Linked DNA regions of Gossypium hirsutum: region 2 is linked to region 1. Evidence: chromatin contacts called from public Hi-C data. All regions are on one chromosome and are shown on one strand. Each heading gives the region's core, a stretch centred on a gene start, on an enhancer-like site or on the middle of the called end of the contact. The rest is flanking DNA. Distances are from core to core; before and after follow the strand shown.

What was found. A called contact is a pair of places that touch in the nucleus more often than the background predicts.
Region 2: a contact with region 1 is called in a Hi-C map of leaf, with 2.7 times the contacts expected there. The contact joins two enhancer-like sites. A contact is called at or near these places in 3 of 34 Hi-C or Micro-C datasets (all in leaf).

What each region holds. Positions count from the first base shown.
Region 1 is chrA10:16,326,244-16,329,449 of Gossypium_hirsutum_v2.1, forward strand. No RefSeq gene overlaps it. Among protein-coding and RNA genes, the nearest start is that of LOC121207941, 8.1 kb to the left of the region's middle. Within about 2 kb of position 1,493, at least 1 of the 9 cell types and tissues checked has an H3K27ac peak or open chromatin away from gene starts, as enhancers often do. A contact at or near this core is called in leaf, where this site is marked.
Region 2 is chrA10:16,402,621-16,405,826 of Gossypium_hirsutum_v2.1, forward strand. No RefSeq gene overlaps it. Among protein-coding and RNA genes, the nearest start is that of LOC121208764, 12 kb to the left of the region's middle. Within about 2 kb of position 1,746, at least 3 of the 9 cell types and tissues checked have an H3K27ac peak or open chromatin away from gene starts, as enhancers often do. A contact at or near this core is called in leaf, where this site is marked.

The DNA of each region.
Region 1 (3,206 bases), core at 243-2,742:
ACCTCGCACGAAATAGGAGAAATCAAGCTAACACAGTGGATTAACGTATCCTGCAATATCCTTGCCTAAACAAAGTAACCGATCGAGTGTTTAACAGAACGTCAAGTAAACGAGCAAAATCCCGTTTCGAAGGAAAAGTGTTGACACAATGGAAATCACAAACGAAAGTAAATCACAACGGAACTTACACAATATCAGCCTTACAGACAATAAGACTTCCTGATTCACATAAAAATAAATTGCAAAAAGAAGAAAAAATAAAAGAAAAATGAAAAAAAATAAAAAAAAGGAAGAATAGGAAAACAAAGAACAAAAATTTTAGAAAAAATAAAAAGAACGATAACATTTTCTTAGAATGTTTTAAATTAACCACCACCCCTTCCGACATTTGCAAAAAAAAAATCCTAATGCGTACGATGGGATTCAAACTCGAAACTAGACAAAATACAGACAGATACTTAACTAGTGAACCATTAAACTTATTCTTGACACTGATTTATCAAGAATTGCACTTATCCACCTAACACATGGATAAGGGTTGTTTAAAAATAGCAAAACTTTTAGCAATGCAACTCAAACTCCAGATTTTAGACCCAAAAGCAGAGCACAGAACCATACATACAATAATTTAATTACTATAGATTCTCACAATTAAATTCCTAAATTTTTGAGGCGTTACAAAAAAAAAAGTTATGTGGTTGAAACGTAATCTCGATTAAAGTTTAGAGACAATAATGTAGTTTGCTCTAAAAATTAAAAAGTCTAAATACCCTTAGATCTATAAATGGCTCACTAACTACATATTTGCTCACATTTGTATAGAAGTGCTAAAAATGTTTTAAACTAACTTATCTATTTTTTCTATACAATTCTTAGAATTATTCATAACCCTTACCTAAATCATAAATAGGAGGATAAATGTGCTTCGACACGCTTAAACTCACATCCTCCATTAAAAATACCGATGTCAATCAAGCTAAAATTCAATTAACTAAATTAACTTATCCATTATCAAACAATAAAATTAAAAACACAATCTAAATACCTACTGAATTAAGAGTGACACCAAAATTCAGTCACTCCCATTATAATAAATGAGATTATGTAACAGTTATTGATGTAAATTTGAATAAATGGTGAAGAAAATGGAAAGATACGTAGGTTGAATTCGTTATCTACAATGAAGCTACAAAGAAACGGCTAACATACAAATGTTTGTCAACATTAGGAAAAACCCAATTTTGTTGAATAGAAATAGATATGTAACATCATAATTGTGGAGTAAAGGGCCCATCCATCCTGACAAAATCCAGATGAGATGCAATGTGAAAGCAATAGTGTTGATTTACAGTTAAATCCATTAAATGAGGCTTTCTCTTTCAATGTATTGTCTCATCAGCTTATTCATAAATAGGGGTAGATAAAGAGTCCTATCGATATGCAATTAAATCCGAGCTGTGGCTTTTGTTGCCCCCACACCCCCACGAGGCAAGGCACCACCCACTGAGCTGAGCCTGGTTTAACGTTTAATGCTTTCTCTGCCAGATATCTGCTGGTTGGTGAAGGAGCCTCCACTATTTTAAGTTCCATTCCGGTTTAAATGCATGCCACCTGTTGTGAGAATGACTTTTTTTTTTCATTTTTCTTAAAAGTACTTAATTTCAACTTTCATGTAATAAATGCAGAAACGAGCAATTAACAAGTTTGAATTCCTCCCTAGTACTTGTTCGGCAAGGTACGCCAAGTCAATAAGACAATGACAATTAAAATAGCTTGGAGTCATTTTAAATCCATGTTATATCACTTATGTTTTTTTTTCCATAAAATAGGATTCATACAAGTGGAATTTTACAAAATAATCAACAAGATTAGTACAAGTTCGTCTTCATTAAAGAGTCTATAAATTCATTTTAAAGAAAAACTTAAAGATTGAACAAATTAAAATAAAAACCTTCGAAAATAGAGGTGAAGTGGACAACACCATTTGTATAACATGCGGATCACACAGGAAAAGGGCAAATGAAGAGTGTGCTTTCTCCTTAATTCTTCTCCTTTTCCCTTCATTAATCCTCTAGCTTATTTTATTAAACTTTCTCTATTATTAAACATTTTAGACAGCTTCTCAAAACACAAACTCTAATGCTTTCTAGTACCCTTTTGTTCTATAGTAACTTACAAAAATGTTAATAATATAACTCTTAACATTTTGTTCGAATAGTGTTCTTATAGAAATGATGTTAATATTTTGATTGAAGTAATTAACAATATAATTATTTAGACTAACTAATGATATTATAAAATAACAGGACCAAATTATGTCAAAAATATCAAGTATATAGATGAAATTTCATGTTTTAGTCTAGTAAAGTTTGACTATTGTCTAATAATGCCTAAAAAAACGAAACAAAACAAACTCCAAAAAATAAGAGATCACGTGTACCCTAAATTATGTAACATTTTAATAAAAAATTTAATGATATTAACTATTTAAACTAATCAATATTATTATAAAAAATAGAAATCAATTTATATTAAAAATTAAAGTATAAAAATTAAAATTAAAATTTAAACCTAATAAAAAATATTAAAATTGAAATTTAACTATTTTTCTATAATGTTAAAAAAACACTATTGTACTCCTAATAGAAATCAATTGAATTAAATCGAGGTTGACATTACATTTAAACAAAATAGATTCAAGCAAGGAAGTTTTTTGTCATCCATAAAAGAAAACATGCTTATAAAGAGTCTAGGTAGAGGTGTTTATGGGTTAGACTGAGCCAAAATTAAGTCAAGCCTATACAAGGTTTTTAAACCAAATATTCAAGCTCAGGTTCGACCCAAAAAATAGACTTACTTTTTTGCCCAAGTTCGGTCTAATTTAAAAAAGGTAAATTTGAGCCTCACCCGACCTGCTCATATTTGATTTTTTATATTAATTTTTATTTGAAAATAAATTTTAAAAAATATAATACAGCACTAAAAAATGTTAAAATAAAAGTTTTCTAACACATCAAAAAGTATTTATATTAAAAAAATACTACCATAAATATAATAAATATTTTATTATATTAAAAAAAACATAAATAAATACAATATATATTTTATTGTATTAAATATATATTTTAAAGTTTTATATTTTAGGTGGATTTTTTTTAAAGTTTTGAATAATAAATTTAATTATTATTAGGTTAGTGAGCTAATAT
Region 2 (3,206 bases), core at 496-2,995, 77 kb after region 1:
AAGGAATTCTATTTGTTTGTAATATTTTGGAGATAGTAAAGTTATCATCTGGTGTTAGTGCCCGAGGACGTAGGTATAATTTACCGAACCTCATTAAATCTCTTGTGTTCTTTCTTGTCCTATTTTTCTTTCAATATTTGAGGGTATAATAGTAGTATTTAATTGTGCTATTAAATTACTATAGAAGGGATATTCTGTCTAAGGAAAGACTTGGTATTTAAGAGATCCATGTGATCCACCTCTCTTCCCTGGGAATTGAACTTTGTGTGATTTTTTAGTACAATAATTTACACGCTTCCGACCCTATTGGAACAACAAAAAGAACACTAGAATCCTTTGAAGGGAAAGAATGTTAAAATCAACTTTGATGCTGCATTTGGTAAACAAAATAAAAAGTCATGTACAGGAATCGTCATCAGAAATTCTTTTGGTAATATTTTAAAAGTAAAAGCTTACAATAACGAGCATATACCGACGACGTTTACAGCAGAGGCACTCGCATTTGTCTAGGCGGTTAGATTCGAAGCAGAGTCAGGCTTTTTAAGAGTTGAAGTTGATGGCGACGTGTTAGCTATTATTAAAAAAATACTAAGTGAGGAAGAGGATAGATATGAAATCAGGGTTTATATTTTAGATGCTAAAAGATTAAGAAGCAACTTTGTTAGTTGTAGATTTAAGCATGCAAGGAGACAAACAAACAAAGTGGCTCATATACTTGCAAAAGAAGGTTTGATCGAGAGCGAGAATACTTATTTGGCTTCTGGTCTTTTTAGTTCGATAGTTAGGGCCGTCAAGGTTGACATACAAGGTGGAAGAGGAGGAAGTTGAAGGGATTATGTAAAATCTAAGGAACTTTACAAATTTGAATACAAGGAAACAATAGATTTGAGGGGTTGAAGAAAGAGTATTTCTATTTTTTAAGAGAAGAAAATGATAGGAAAATGGAAAGGCATTTGAGATCCAAAGTTTCTTTAGTAAAAGAGTAACTAAAATAGCGAGTAAAATCGCTCATTTCAGAGATGCCTTGGATCAATTGAGAGTTTTGACGTGGTTGACAGTTATCTTTCAGAGCTTGAAGAGACAAATTGTTGAAGAAGAAGAGGGATCGTCAGAAATGGAAACTGGCTACGGGGTAGTTTCTTTAGGGTTTTGTTTTGAAATGAGTATTTTTTAAAGTTTGGGCTCGTTTAAGCTTTAGAATTGTAGGACGGATTGGGTTTTTAATGGGCCTTTGTTTCTAGTTCAGGGTTTGTTTTTACTTTATTATTTTTCTTTTTCTAATTTGAATAAAATTATAGGCCAAGTTTTATCATATATATATATCTTCTACTTTGTCTTCTAATTGAATTTATTCGTAGATCATGACACTAAAACCAGGCCAACCAAAAGTTTTGTGTGAAAATGAATTTTATATTATTTGTAAAAATAAATTATTTATATTTATTTTAAATCTTTTATTAGATTGATGTTATGAATCAATTAAATATCAATTCAATTATGAAAATATTAAATTTGTATTTCATATAAAAATCAAATTATATTTTTTATTAAGGTGTATTGATCTTTTTATTTAATAATTTTATAAAAAATTGGTTATAAAACATGAAAAATAATTAATTTTATTTTTGTAACCAGTATATAAAAAGAAAGTGGTGGGATTTGATTTGAGGTCAAAGAAAGTGAGAGGTTAAAGTGAGCATCGTTGTCGAGAGTAATTTGTCCTAAACGACGACGTCGCATTCAACTTCCCGAATCTATCAACCCTCAATGTCGCTGTCAATGGTTGTGCCTTCTTCTACGCCACTCACCCCTCAAAGTTGACCGTTAATTATATATATATATTCTCTTTTTTGGTTATTCTTTTCGAAAAATTAAATATAATTTAATACTGTTATTTATACAACATATATTTAAATCATTGCAATATAGTCTAATATAAATAATAAATATATATTATTCTTGATATCATTTTTTTTTGGTAAAATTAATTGTGACCGCTGAATTGGAATTTATAGCGTGTGAATTGCAAAATTGATGTGATTTAAGAGGTGTAGGCTGTAATTTGGTTAGAGGAATTCTCGTAATTTCGTTTCGTGTTTAAAATAAATTATATTATTCGAAGTTATTTTAGTATTTTTTATTTAAATATAATATATATACATATAATAAAATTTGAACTCATACCAATTATATTAATAAAACTTTAAATTTATCATTCAACTAATACTTTATTTTTACTTTTTATATATTTTAATCTTATTATGCATACTTTTATATCTATAATATTATTTAAACACTTAATTGAGTTGGTGTTACAAGTCAACATGGCACCAACTCCATAAGAAAAATTACCAAAATGTTTTTTCATATTTAAAATAAGTTATATCTATATTGTTATTTAAACCCCTTACTGAGTTGGTGTCACAAGTAAACCAAGCACAAACTTGATTAGGGAAACTACCAAAATATCTTTTCGTATTTAAAATAAGTTATATTATTTGATGGTATTTTAGCCTTTTTATTAATAAAAAATAAACAATATATGCATTTGGTGAAATTTGATTCTATGCCAATTGGTATATGAAAACCACAAATTTATTACTCAACCGATGCTTTATTTTAATTTTATTAATAATATTGTTGATTGAATTGGTGTCTCAAATTAACTGAACATCAACTTAGGATTGATGACAACACTATGATAAATAATTGTATTCTTTTAGTATTTTTAATTTGAGTATTTATGTGTTTTAATTTCATTTTACTCACAATTCAATATAATTTTTTATTTAAATATTATACATATTTCGTGTATTATTATTAATTAGTTTCAAACCATATGCTTCATTATTTATGATAGGTTATTTTTAAAACCACATCTATATTCTAATTAGGTGATTTCCACTTTGATACAACTTTTAGTTAATTTTAATTTTCTTTTTGGAAAACAAAAAATAAAAGAAAAATAATATATATATGTTGAATTCTCATGAAATGGGTGCATGCTTTAATCCTTCTTTTATCCTCTACCTCCCAAAATAAAATTCTTAATCAGGCAAGTCTAATGAGGTTTAAAGTCAATTAGTACTTAATATTGAATTTAAATAAATAAATTAGCTTATTATCAAAATCAGTAAATAAATAAATTAGGTACGTGTTGGCATTTTAATTTAAGAGTGAGAAATTAAGAAAATTAAAAAGTTTGA